3 separate regions of the Sus scrofa genome follow, and regions 2 and 3 are each linked to region 1. A link is a contact called in public Hi-C and promoter capture Hi-C data. All regions are on one chromosome and are shown on one strand. Each heading gives the region's core, a stretch centred on a gene start, on an enhancer-like site or on the middle of the called end of the contact. The rest is flanking DNA. Distances are from core to core; before and after follow the strand shown. Region 1 holds the start of DNAH10 (dynein heavy chain 10, axonemal). Region 2 overlaps ZNF664 (zinc finger protein 664). Region 3 holds the start of CCDC92 (coiled-coil domain-containing protein 92).

Evidence for each region. Promoter capture Hi-C pulls out the DNA fragments that hold promoters and counts their contacts. Hi-C and Micro-C count contacts between places; a contact is called where the count stands out from the background.
Region 2: a contact with region 1 is called in a Hi-C map of skeletal muscle, with 6 times the contacts expected there. The contact joins the enhancer-like site here to the promoter of DNAH10 in region 1. A contact is called at or near these places in 1 of 5 promoter capture datasets (liver) and 14 of 47 Hi-C or Micro-C datasets (embryonic fibroblasts, fetal heart ventricle, heart right ventricle and 6 more).
Region 3: a promoter capture Hi-C map of fetal skeletal muscle shows a contact between it and region 1, with 4 times the contacts expected there. The contact joins the promoter of CCDC92 here to the promoter of DNAH10 in region 1. A contact is called at or near these places in 2 of 5 promoter capture datasets (fetal skeletal muscle and liver) and 2 of 47 Hi-C or Micro-C datasets (embryonic fibroblasts and fetal skeletal muscle).

What each region holds. Positions count from the first base shown.
Region 1 is chr14:29,248,199-29,252,666 of Sscrofa11.1, reverse strand. DNAH10 (dynein heavy chain 10, axonemal) reads left to right here and starts at 2,412. Exons shown (of 78, transcript XM_021072222.1): 1 at 2,412-3,254. The coding sequence starts at 3,029. ATP6V0A2 (V-type proton ATPase 116 kDa subunit a) reads left to right here. Exons shown (of 19, transcript XM_021072229.1): 19 at 1-2,267.
Region 2 is chr14:29,036,361-29,040,828 of Sscrofa11.1, reverse strand. All of the region lies in intron 2 of ZNF664 (zinc finger protein 664), which reads left to right. Among named protein-coding and RNA genes, the nearest start is that of CCDC92, 30 kb to the left of the region's middle. Within about 2 kb of position 2,613, at least 7 of the 83 cell types and tissues checked have an H3K27ac peak or open chromatin away from gene starts, as enhancers often do. A contact at or near this core is called in omental adipose tissue and skeletal muscle, where this site is marked.
Region 3 is chr14:29,065,926-29,070,393 of Sscrofa11.1, reverse strand. CCDC92 (coiled-coil domain-containing protein 92) reads right to left here and starts at 1,890. Exons shown (of 4, transcript XM_021072235.1): 1 at 1,647-1,890. ZNF664 (zinc finger protein 664) reads left to right here and starts at 1,472. Exons shown (of 4, transcript XM_021072245.1): 1 at 1,472-1,602; 2 at 2,778-2,914.

The DNA.
Region 1 (4,468 bases), core at 1,163-3,662:
GAAGATGTAATATGGATGTGATTTAAACTCAGTGACCAGCTTGGCTGATGTTACTGAACCAAAAGGGGTTTATACAGAGTGAAGGAAAGGTGAAAAGTAGTATTTTGTATATTTTTATATTAAATATGAACTAAGATGTTTTACCATGAAGAGATTGCACCTTTCCTTGAGAACAGTATTGCTATGTTTCACTTTTATGCTAATTATAAATACAAATCTGATAAAGGCATTTAGAATTAAACTTTAAAAAACAATTTAGATCAGTTGAAAACCAATTCTTACCAAGCCACTAATGTATAACCTTTAGTTTAAATTCATCGTTTTAGTTGACGTTTGGGTCAGTCCTGTTGAACAGTTTGATCTTTTCTGTATTCTTATGAATGATGGTCATTTTTCCTATTTTCCTGTAATTGATTTTAGATAATTGTTTTCAAAAAGAAATATGTGGTATTTTCACTTTCTTAACATTTTGAGTAACACACATGAAAAGGCCCACTTGTCTCCCTAACCCTTCACCCTGGCTGGTGGTAGAGAGTTTGGAGTTTTCCTTACAAGCTCAGATCATAGTAGCCCTGAATTTAAGCGTATCTTTTCAGGTAACTTCAAAGCCTGTTTGCTGAGAGGCATGAATTGACCATCATGACATAACTGTGATTCTAACGTGAAACCTTTTTAATTGGAGTAAAGATTCTATGCTGAGATGTTGCTTCTCATTAAAATATCAAACAAAAAACCATACTGATGAAACTCTTGAACATGGTTCTGCTTTCAAAGTGAAGGTTCCCCAGGAAGGTGTAAGGTTGGACACTTTTGTTGGGTGAACACGAAATCTGAATAATGCCTTCCGGGTTTCAAACTTGTCCTTCACAAGTTCTTATTTTTATGACTTTACTCCAAGGATCTGTTGTAATTAAATGGTAACTGATTCATCCCTAGGACCCTCCCCCCCCCCATGATTTCAGGGCACTGTTAACTGATGAGTACACAAGGGACACACAGTATCCGCTAGAATTCTTTACTGCTCCCCACTGGTAATTGTCATGGGGGCTACTTTTTAATGTCAGTTAATACCTTTATCAGGGTATAGAACAGAGTGAAGAGTCATTTTTCAATTGAAACCTGTGTAGTAGTTGTGTAGAATGTAATGATATATAAAAGATGAATTATTAGTCCTGAATTTTGTTAAAGAACTCGCTAGAATTATAGTGTGATGGTGTCTTTTAGACACAATGGTAAATTTCATTTCTTTATAAAGATACTGATTCCAATGTCATGTTACTAGAGCAATTACTCAGTTTTATTTGTAAGCCCTTTGGAAGAACTATTATGTATACAAGTTTTTAAGATATCACTTCATTCCCTTGATAGCAAATGTCCAGAGGAAAAATGGGTCACTCATCTGGGGGATGCTAGATACTTGTTTATTTTCCTAACATAAAATGTAGGGATTGCCACATTTTCCAGTTTACATCCAGGTGTTCATCCTAAAATAAAAATCCAAGGGATTTCTGCAGCAAAGTAGAGTTTGATCATCCTGCAAGGGTGAAATCATTTAAGAAAGAAGTGCATTGGGGGTTCGGTGGGTTCAGTGGGGGTTACACTGAGCCTGTGGACTTGGCCATTCATTGTGGCCAGGACTTTGTAGAGCCTCATCTTGCACTGAATGCCACTCTGTCCTCGTTTCTGAAATGGGTATTTTATAACAGCATTCTGAACTCAGTTTTCATTCTGCACTAGTTTAATAAAGGGTAGGATGTTTACAGCAGAGGTTAACACTTCTGTTTATGAATTCAGTATTCAGACATTTTAGGGCCTGATCCATTTTGGAAAACAGAAACAAAAAATAACTTCTACAACTGTTCTGCAGTCTGCATTTTAAAACAAATTTCTTTATTAAAAATCTGAAGCCAGGTTTGCTTGCATGCCATCTGGTGTATCTCCAGCAAGGTTATTAAGAAATCTTAATTCAAGATGGTGAAAATAAGACAGTTTGGAGTAATAATTTTCCAACAGCCAGACAGACCATTGAAGCTGAACTCTGGTTTAGAATTTTAATACTTAGAACATTCCACTTGTTCCTTGATAGGAAATTCCAATGAGAAGGCTAGGTTCTTAAGGTCAGCCTAATAAACTAGGGACTTAACTGTGAGGGGAGATGACAGTGAACAAGTTAAAGATCCACAAGTGCATGAAAAGACAAATTTACATCTTCCTATCAGTATTGAACTTCCTTTTATTGAAAAATAAACATATTTCTATTTTTGAAACGTGGGTGTTTTGCTTTATTATGCTGTAGCTCGGCTAGAAAGCCTAAGCCCTGGGCTCATTCTTCTCTGATCCTGTAGCCAGTGTCCCTTTTGGGGACTCCCGCTTCCCTGATCTTGGCACACCAGAAGGAACTTGACCCTTCATGGAACTCTTGGCTGTGCATTTGCTCTTCTAACACCCTTCGAAACGGAGACCTTAGACTATTGTTCTGCCTTGAATCCAACTTTGCGGTGACCTTGTCACTTCTCACGCCTCTGTTTCTATATTTACAAAATGGGCAGGAAGCCCCAGACAGGGTGGCGGTGACAATCACTGGAGGCCTTGCTCATCCAGCGCTTCCGAGGCTCCTGTCGCTCCGCGAGGCCTTTAGTCCACCTCCCTTGGTCAAGGTGTCTGACACAAGCTCAAAACGTCTTTCTGCCCCAGGGGCTTGCGTGCGGCCACCCTGCTCACCTCGGTCCTCCCAGGAGGAAGAGGGCGCCCAACCGGGAAAGAGCCGCTGGCGCCCCTCTGCGCGAGTGCGGGGGCTCCCGTTCCTTCCCCAGGGGGCTCCGCGCCGCAATCCAGTGTCTCGGTTCGCGCCTCTGCGAGCGCGGGGATCCAGGTGCAGGCGGGCCTGAGCACCGTGTGGCCCCGGGAATGTGTGACCACGCGCCCGCGGCGGCCGTTGCCTGGGCGCCCGTTGCCAGGGGCGCCGTTACTACGGACGCCCGCCGGGCGCTCGGCTCCCAGGCCCAAGCGCTTCGGGCCCTGAGGTGCCATGGACGACCTGAGGGTGCTGTGGATGCGCGACCGCTTGTACACCGCTTTCGGCATCAGAGACCCCCAGCTCTTCGAGGAGCTGCTGAACCGCAACGACGGCGAGGTTGAGGACCTTATCCTGCACTTCCTCAACCAGAGCAGCGACGAGGAGGGCGCTTCGACTCTCTTCTTCTACCGCAAGGTGGTGCCCGAGGAGGTGGAGGTGGAGGTGGAGGTGGCGATCGGTGAGCCCTGCGGCCGCCCTCCCGCGGCTCCCCACCTGCCCGGTTCCCTCCCCATGCCCGCGAGGAGTGCAGACCCCCAGCCCACCCGCTGCTCTTGGCCTCTAGTGCAGTCGGCAAATGTTTATGGTCGCCCACTGTGCAGGCGTAGTCCAGGCACTGGGCGGACTGGGCAGGCGCTCACAGTCCACTTGGAAAGTCAGACTTTGAATGAATAATCACAGCAAACAGTCATTTATCGCTTACTCTGTACCAGGTAAAGTTCCAAAAGCTTATATCAACTATTAATCCCATGAGGTGGGTGTATTATTACCCCTCTTTTACAGATGAGCAAGTTGTGGCACAGAGAGGGTTAAGAAACTCACCCGCATGGGTCACAGAGTCAGTAAAGACTCAGAAGAATAGAAGTCACTGTGCAATGACATACAATAGATGGATAGAGAAATGGCCCTGGGGCTGGGAGGGACACTGCATCCTCACCCTCCCTGATGGTGGCAGGGTCTCTGGAGGTGGAGAGGAGCACCCTTCACATCTTCCTGGGCTCCCCACATGCTGTTATAGAATAATGACAGAACAAGGTTTTTAAAAAATTTTAGACAATGTACATGTTTAGCAATTGAACCATTTAGCATTTCAAATAAAAATAATGACAGTGACTGGTCACCCAGAACCCTCTGTGGAGATGGCTGGTCCAGCCCAGGGACACAAAGAGGGCCTGTGGAGATGGGGTGTTTGTGTGTAGGGGACGGGGAAGATAGGACAGAGTGAAGGAGACACTCAGGTGCCTGTCAGAGAAAGAGACTGAGAAACACATAAGTTCTCCTCTAGCAGGAGCACCAGCATCAGAGCTGTTGTCATGGACAGACGGGGTTTGTGTTGTGTGTCGCATGAGTGTCAGCCTCCTGTGCTAGTCTCACATCTTCACAAAACTTCTGGATCTCCCAAAGGGCCTTTCACAGGATGGAATGGTTTGCCAGGCAGAACCTTTTTTTTTTCCTCCTAAAAGGGTAGTAGTCGGAGTTCCTGCTGTGGCGCAACGGGATTGGCTAGGTCTCTGTAGCACTGGGATGCAGGTTCGATCCCCAGCCCAGCACAGTGGGTTAAGGTTCCAGCATTGCCACAGCTGCGGCATAGGTTGCAACTGTGGCTCAGATATGATCCCTGGCCTGGGAACTCCATATGCTGTGGGGTGGCCAAAAGAGAGAAAAAAAGGTATT
Region 2 (4,468 bases), core at 1,364-3,863, 210 kb after region 1:
TTTTTTATATTTCGTAGTGACAATTCTAGGACATTGTCCTCTGAACTAAGGCACTTTGATTATCTTTGAGAATCTTCTCCAGGCCCTGTGGCACGGTTACCTGCTATATATATATGGGGAAGACAAAGCATGTGGCCAGTTCAACCCATTGCAGTTATTGTTGGTGGGGGTGTTGGTTGGGGCTGGCGGCATAGGCATATCTTCTTTCCTGTGTTTTTTTTGTTTTGTTTTGTTTTGTTTTGTTTTTTCATTTTTGTCTTTCCTAGAAAATGTGCAGGACAGAACTGTAAACCATGTGTTCTGACATACCTGGTTTTGAATAGGAAGTTAGTTTGATCTCTGCGGACATAGATTAAGTGATGTATTAAAGAGTCTGCTACTGTAGAGTGGGATTATTTATACTTAATGCTTTATAGGAGCCATGATACTGTAGAAGAACCTGCAGCTCAGCATGCAACGGCAGCCAGCCTGATGCATTTGTGCAGAGTCTGAGGGTGAGGCTTCTGGCTGCCAGCTCCTTAACAAGTGTAACTGATTTCTCTCCTGCTGAGTCAGGGTGACAAGTCCTGATTTCATGGCCAGCCTGTACGGAGCGCAGTCCAGATCTGAGTCAGCTTTCTGGAGCATCCGCTGGTCGCTGTTTGCTGACCTGTGCCTCTGTGTTGGGTGGTGGGCTTTCCTCTGGGAGCCCACAGTGACACCTCCCATTGGCCCAGCAACAGGGCCCCAGAGGACGATGACTCTCAGTGTTGGCTGACCCACTCCCCTGTTCTCCAACACCTGCCTTCTGGAGACTGGGTCTTGTTTAGGAGAGGGACTGTGTAAAAGAGAGTAGTATATAAAAGGCATAGACAGAAGTATGTTTAAATAATCCTACTTTAAAATTCACCTTCAGTCTTCCCTCCCCAGCACAGCGTCGTGAGCTCCTTCCCAGGGTAAGGGACTGTTATCATCAAGTTCTACAACAGATTCAGGCTGAAGTTTGGAGAGAAAATTTCTATCTCCACTCTCTAACTTCCTCCTGACCATGGCTGCCTGCAGGTATGATGAGAGTGAGCTCCTCTCCCTGCAAACATATCTGCCTGCGAGGAAAATCAAGGCCACTGCAGCAGATGTGGTGCTTCAGACCATTACCTCCTGATTACATGGAGTTGAATCTGTGTGTAGAATTGGGAGTGCATGGCCTGATCAGTCCTCAAAGGGCAACAGCTCTGTTCTCCCAGCCCAATAAGCACTGCTCCCCTTGTCCTCTGAATGTCACTGTCCCCTTCTCTCAGTTCTCCAGTGACATCTGAGGTATACACATCATCACGTGCTCAGGATTGATTGGGGGGAAGTCATAGCCATTGCAGGATTGTGTCTGTTTAGTTGTTCCACCTCTATGCGGTGCGCCTGGTTCTGGGATCTGTCTGTTTTTGCAAAAGGAGTAGAAAAGGAATGTCTTCCCAGCATTAACCAGTTTTGTTTTCCTGAAAAATGACATATGTAAAAGAAGATAAGACTATTTTATTCATCATTTATCCATGACCTAGATGGAATAGTTCTCCCACATTTGCTTTATCTGTACTTGTAATTTTGGCCAAAGCATTTTTAGACACATCTTAGACATCATGTCATTTCATTCTTACAGACTTAAGTATACATCCCTAAAAATACAGACGTTTGCTTAACATAACTGCAAAGGCATTAGTGCACCTGATACAGTGAAGAGTATTCTTTGTGCAATCTGAAACCTAGTCCCTAATCATATTTCTCTGGTTGTCCCTGTTAGCAGCTGGCTTATTGAATCAGATTCCAAAGAAGGTAGGTCCTCAAGTTACATGTGATTGTTATGTCTCAGGTCTCTAATCTAGAGCTGCCCCTCCCTCACTGTATACCATTTACTTGTTGTAGAAATGGGCAGTTGTCCTGTGGCCTGGCTACATTTTGATACTGTTCTGCTTGTGTCCTGGTAGTTCCTTTCTCCCTCCTAGTTCTTTTGAATAAAAATGAGTCCTAGAGGTGTGTTTGGCAAGAACATTTCAGGTGATGCTGTGTGCTTCCTGTTGCATTGCTTCAGGAGGCGCAAGGGCTGGTTGTTCTTCTTGGAGTTATGCTAACATTGGTCAGTGGGCTCAGGGGTTGACAGCCTGATCCTGAACATGTGAAAAAGTTGATCAGCCTTTCTTCTGAAACTGCACCCATTTCTTACCGTGGTCTGAAGCGGGCATGTTGTTAAGGCTGCACATTTACTGCTGGATTGTTGTGTTATCCAGAAAGCTGACTCACAGGAAGGACAGGGTGGATGCTCAGTTCTTTCCTCTTAGTTGCTGAGTTTCAGAAGAGGTGAAGTTGGTGTCTGGTTGGTTTAGTCTGGTGCCTTGAGTCTCTCTGCCTCTGTCCCTCTCTTTCTCTCAGCTCCTGCCCACCCCTTGAATCATTGTGAACTCATGGGGGTTTGTATATTTAGTGTGTTTCAATGGATTGCATTCATTGTTCCTTCTGATATTTAGCTGTCCCATTTTTGGCCGATGGGAGTCTCTTCATAAATTGGCATCTGTGTTCTCTTGGCTTGACTCCCTTGCATTCTGGCATAACAAGATGTCCCAGGCTCATTTTATAAAGCACTGCTCTGGCCTTGAAGCCAGCCTTTCGGCAAGGATCCCTGTGCCATTTGGTGGTAAAGGAAATATGAGGGAAGGGACCATTGCTGTTGGTTGTCATTGCTTCCAGGACTTTCTGGTGGACAGAGGTTAAAAAAAAAAAAAAAAAAAAGGTATGAATTCAAACTGATACTTCTCTATCAGATTTTTATGTTATAGAATTTCCCTCTTAATTTTGATATTATATTTGTATCTCATTTCTTTTACCTTGAATCTTGGCTCCTAACAGCATTCACATAATAACTTATTTATATTATCCTACTTTATAAAAACACGAACATTTTTATAACTGAGCTAAACTATTGAAAGAGATTTGACTTCTTTGCGGCTCCATTTTTCAACAGAATGCCCCTCTAAGTGTGTATAGTCAGTCTGCTGTACTCAAAAAAAATTTGTGGATATGTCACCAAGTTGAAACTTAAAGTTCATTTTCTTCATTTTGTTCTAAAAATCTAGGGATTGTTTTTCTTTTTATTTATTTTTTGAAAATATAAACATTTCTATTTTCCAAAGTCAAAACTGTGTAACAAGTTACATTTAGAGAAATCTTACTTCATCCTTTTCTACTTCTTCCCCTGTAGATAGCCCTTTAAATTCCTTCTGTGTTAAATAGAAATAGACTCCCAGACATAGAAAACTTGTTATCAAAAGGGATAACGGATGGGAGAGGGGAGAGATAAATTAGGAGTTTGGGATAACATGTACACACTACTGTATATAAAATAAGTAAACAACAAGGACCTACTGTATAGCACAGGGAACTCTACTCAGTGTCTTGCAATAACTGTAATGGAAGAGTCTGAAAAGGATTATATATGTGTATATGAATCACTGTATATTTGAAACTAACATTGTTAATTAACTATATTTCAATAAAAATTCATTTTGTATTATCCTTCTCCATGTTTACTTTTATACTCATGTAAAGAAATATGTAAATAATTCATATTCTCCTTTTTTACACAAAAGATAGCATATTTTAAATATTATTTGATTCCATGCTTTTTTTTTTTTTTTTTTCCACTGAACAGTATTACCTGGGTTCGTTCTACGTTGGTACATAATGCTCTTCCTCATTCCTTTTTAAAGCGGCCAAGCAGTGTTTCATTGTAAGGAAGTCTCATAGGTGATTTAGCCAGTCCCCAGTGGGCCTTGGGTTGCCTGCAGATATGCTCTGACAAGTACTGCCTCACTGAATAAACTAGGGCATCAGTCATTTCCTATTTTTGTCAGTACACCCCTGGGATAGATCTCTAGAAGTGTGATTACTAGGTCAAAGGATATGTAATTTTTCAGACATTGGCACACTCTCTCTCTATATATATATAGATATATATATAGCTGAAATTTTGCTTATCTAGTTGAATTTCGTTTTCCTAACACTTCCACCTAGAAACAGTCCAACTTATTTTGCAATTTTATTTTTATTTTTTATTACTTAATGAATTTTATTACGTTTAAAGGTGTACAACAGTCATCACAACCAAATTTTATAGCATGTCCATCCCAATTATTTTGCACTTTTAATGTTAAAAGAAATCTCTTTAGTCTCTCATGTACCCTGCCTTTGTATGGAACATATAATTGAGAGTGATTTTTTTAAAGATCTGTTGATTTCATTAATTGAAGCATCACTTATTAAGTATAAAATACAGGACATGAAAATATGACTAAGACATCCTAAACCTCAAAAGGTTTCAGATTGAATATTTGGGATGTTCTTGTATTTCCTCTCCTATTTGGTGTGTATTTTACTCCATGTTGGTTATCAAAAGTCTGGTAATAAGGCACTGAACAATGTCCCTTTATTCGCTGTGCCAGGATGA
Region 3 (4,468 bases), core at 641-3,140, 180 kb after region 1:
TGTACATATATGTAAACACACATAGATAAATCTACATCTCACAAGCCTTAAATCCTTATTCCATAAATATTTCACATAAGGTGAACGTTTAGCTAGAAGAAATACATAAGTTCAAAACATCTTTGGAGATTTAAAAAAAAAAAAGGTCACTTTAAAGGTTAGCATTTTTCTCCATTACAATTCAATGGCAAGAAAATGCAGGGCAATCTTGACTGTGCAAAACAAAAAAATCATTTAATAAAACAATAACAATACTCCTCAAATAAGTATCAAACTTAAAAGTCTTAAAACAGCAATTCTAGCTTTAACACTCTTACAGGTAGGTTTCTGGAAATGCGTACTATATTACCATACTACAGTCTGGCAGCTTGTATTTTGTTGTAAGACTGATTGCTGCACCTAAATTACAGAGCGCGATCATACCTCCTCTTAGGCCACTTCATCATTGGAATAGATCACACTGAATACCAAAGCTTGAAGTTAATACAGGTCAACATGAAAACGTGTTAAATGAACTAGAGTAACTCGCTGTAGCGGACGGCAGCCCAGTAGCCCAGCCTGGAGCTCTGTTGCATATTTGCATTATACTCAGTGTCATGAATCACAAGCAAATCGTTATTTAGGGTAAACTAAAACCTACATCAAAGCGTCAGGAAAGGGCTGTAAAGGTAGAGTACTTACGTAAAGGGTTATCAGGACAGGAGACAATGCAACTTATCTGGGAGAGTCTCTAACATCCACTGGGTGGTAAAAACGCTTTAAAAAGGCGATGTGGATTCCGACGGCCTCCTCCCCACAGCATCCCAGACAAAGCAGGGCCAGGCCCTTGGGCGCTCCTGGTGCACCTGCAATGCGGATCCCTCATCCTACAATCCCACCCCGGGACTGGCAGGAACGGCCCCTAGGCTGCTCTCTTCTCCCCCTTCGGATTGGCTTGGGTGCGCCGTAGGGAGGGACCGCAGCCTGGACTGAAGCCCGAGCAAGGGCATAGCCCGCCCCATAATGGACTGGAAGACCCTGCAGGTAGCCAGCGAGGGGGTCCTTGCGCCTCACTTTTGTCCTTCTTTCAACCTCTTCGTTCTCCTCTTCCGGCGATGTCTCCTCAAAGGGACACCCTTCCCTACCCTCTGAGCGGTGGGGGTGGGATGGGAGCAGCCCTCCCCCTGCAGTGAGGACTTTAAATATTATCTAAATGAGTTCTTGCCCCGACAGGTGCCTCCGGCCCCCGCTGGCGCCCAGAGAGCCTCCTGGCAGGTACCGCCAGGTGAGCGGGGATGGACTCGGTCACACCTCGGGCCCCGCCTCACCTGCGGGCGCGGCAGGCTTGGTCCTTCAGGCAGCTCCCCGCCTCGGCTCGGTCCTCCCGGCGGGCGGCAGCGGGGGCCGGTAGCCCATGGGCGGGGCGGCGGGCGGGGCTGGCTCCCGGCTCCAGCCCTGCCCCGGCCGGGCCGCCGAGGGAGGTCAGTGGGCACCGCCCGCCGAGCGCATCTCGCCGGCTCCCACCCGAGCGCTCGCCGCGGTGCAAGCTGGGAGCGGGGGCCCGGGCGGCGAGGCCTGGCCGCGCTGACCAGGCGGGCTGCCGAGGCGCCGGGGAGACTGCGGGTCTGTGTCTGCGGGAGGGGCGGGGGAAACCGATCGATACTCACTTTGCTAGGAGGGGGCGACGCCCCCCTCCCGAAACTGTGCGGGGCTGGGGTACCGACTGAGGGGAAGGGAGGGTCTGGCGGGTGGGACGCAGGCGCACAGCTCAGGTGCGGCTGCACTGCGGTTGCCCAGGGTAACGCGGGGCCCTGGTAGGGCGGGGGGAAGGAGGAGCTAGGCGGGCGAGCGGGAGCGTGCGCGCTCTGGGCTGTGGGGTGTGTGTGGGGGTACCCTGGACCTGCCTGGGCTTGGGGGGAGGGCGCGCGCGGGCGGCCGACGGGGGCGGGGGCAAAGGCGGAGGGAAGGGGCGAGGGCCAGGCGACGCGCATGCGTGCGGCCCCCGCTCCCCCGGGGCTCGCCGGCCTCGTGCGTGCGCACGCGCGCTGTCCCCCGGAGGCGTCTGGGTGTGCGGAGCGCGCGCGCGCGGCTCGGAGGCGCACCTGTGAGGTGTCCCTTGAGGAGAGGGAGGGTGGGTGCGCGGAGTCCGCGGCCTGGGGCGCTTCAACCCCTCACTTGGAGTGAGTTCTCGGGTGGCCGGGCTGTAGTCTCTTTATTTCTTTTCTGGATAACTGCGGGGGCGGGGGGGCCGGGGGACGGGCTCGGGGTCGGAAGGAGGATGAGTGGATTAAAGAAAAGAAAAACAACCCATCACTTAGGATGGGCCTGGAGCTGGAGCCGGTCCCCGGGCATCGGGAAAGGTCAGAGCAGCTCCGCGCAGCCGGGCGGCTTGGCGGCCACCGGGCCGACGCCAGGGAGAGCAGTCTGGCCTCGGGCCTCGGCGAGCCGGCTTCGGCCCGCAGCGCCTGAGAGCGGGGAGAGGGGGTCACAGATGGCGGCCGGGCGCGCGGGGACGGATGGGCAGCGGCAGGGGCGAGGCCGGGCGGAGGCCCCGCGGGAACCGGACTCCCGAGCCGAGCTCCATTGTTGTTGGAGCCGAGGGAAGGGGGAGCAAAACAGCTTTAGAAACCCTTGAAGCCGCGCCTTGGAGCCTTTCCAGGCGGGTCCCCGGAGAGACGGTAATGGCCGCGCCGTGGGATCTGGGAGCCGGGCTGTGCGGCGGCGAAGCCTCGCTGCATGGTGTGATGTTGTGTGTGTGTATGTGTGGTTTTTTGTTTTTGTTTTTTGTTTTTTTTTAGAGCGCCTCGCGTCCCAGCAGAGCCAGGCGAGCATCCTACTCAGGTGATGAGGAACCCTTCGCGCACCCAGCGCACAACGCTGCTGCCGCTGGACGCCTCCATTGTTTGACCATAACGAGGGCCGGATTCTCACCCAGGTAAACTGGATGGCAGCGCAGTTGAGATCCCTCTCACCTCCCACATCCAAAGGAATCCTTCTCTCTTTCAGGACTTTACTCCAGTTTTCTTCCTGTGCCCTGCTTCTGATTAACTCAGTATATCCACCTCCCAGACATTTCCCCATCTGGCCTAATCTTCCCGCATCTCTCTGCCAAGTCACCTCTCATTTCCCTCAAAACTCAGCTCCTTTGTGAAACCTTCTTTGCCGAACTCTTAACAGCTAAATCTCTCTAGGAGGAGCCTGTTCTGTACTCTCTAGTTGGTAGTTTATTAGTTGTCTTATTGCAACAAAGGAGAGTAGATTTTTTTTTTTTTAATTCTAAGCTTTTGCTTTTTTAAAGGAATGTTTTGTGGGAGAGTTTATTGTTTTACAAGGATCAAACTTTTTGTTTATATATTTTGTCTTTTTTGTTTGTTTGTTTTTAGAGGGGCCCCTTACTTGCTCTATAGATGCACAGCTTTTTAGAATAGGAAAATGACCTTGTTCAACCCATAGGTTAATTTAAATTTTAAAAAGTTTGTTTTAAATTAGCAAAGTAAAAAGTCTTTGTAAAAGTCATCACAGAGATGGCTTAAATCTTTGACTACCAACCTCTATTTCCAGAGATAACTATTACATATTTGTTTAGATCATTTTAGATCTTTTAAAGCGTTTTTACCTGAGTGTGTACTTGTATTATCTTTGTTTTAATAAGTACTGGTGTACTCTTATCTTTCCATTTTAGCATATAATGCATTCACTTATTTTTCAGAACTGCTGCATCATGTTCCATAGTTTGAGTATATGATAGTTTATCTATCCATTTCCTGGGCCAGTGGCAATTTATGTTTTAATTTTATATTTAAAACATCTTTTTGGTTATTGTTCTCTGCTGAAATGAAATTTTAGTGAAGGGAGCACAGACCTATGCTAATTACAGAGACTAAGTGTTTATGATGAAAGTTCTCTTTGGTTAAGAAATATCCATGTGGGAGCCTCCACCCTTCTCCCATTGTAATTATGACTCTATTACTTTAAAGTCCTGTGACCTTGGGGAGGACGCTTAATCATTCTAAGCCTCAGTTTTCTTTTCTATAAATGGTGATAATACCTGCCCTATCTACTCCACTGAGTTCAGTGATATGAAGTATGTAAAAGTACTTTGTAGAGTATAAAGTGGTATATAATGGTGATTTTATTAGTCTTTGTGATCCAAAAGGATTTTTATATTTGCAGTATAATTTATATTTTCATTTTTGCCTAAATGTGTATATTACAGAATATACAACCAACTTGAATGTTGTTTAATTTCTGATTTTGCTATATTTTTATCAAGTACTGTTAATACATTAGACTTCTTAAAGAATATTTTAGAAAGCACGTTTTTCATAGTGTTTTGTGTGCCTTAAAAATAAGGTATATAAATTAATTGTGAATTAAGTATCAGCAAATTGAACACTACGTACAACTTTCATAATATGTAAACAAAACAATTTCTTAGTGATATAAATTTGTGTGTATTTTCCTGTAGCAGCAGCAGATTCAGAATAGC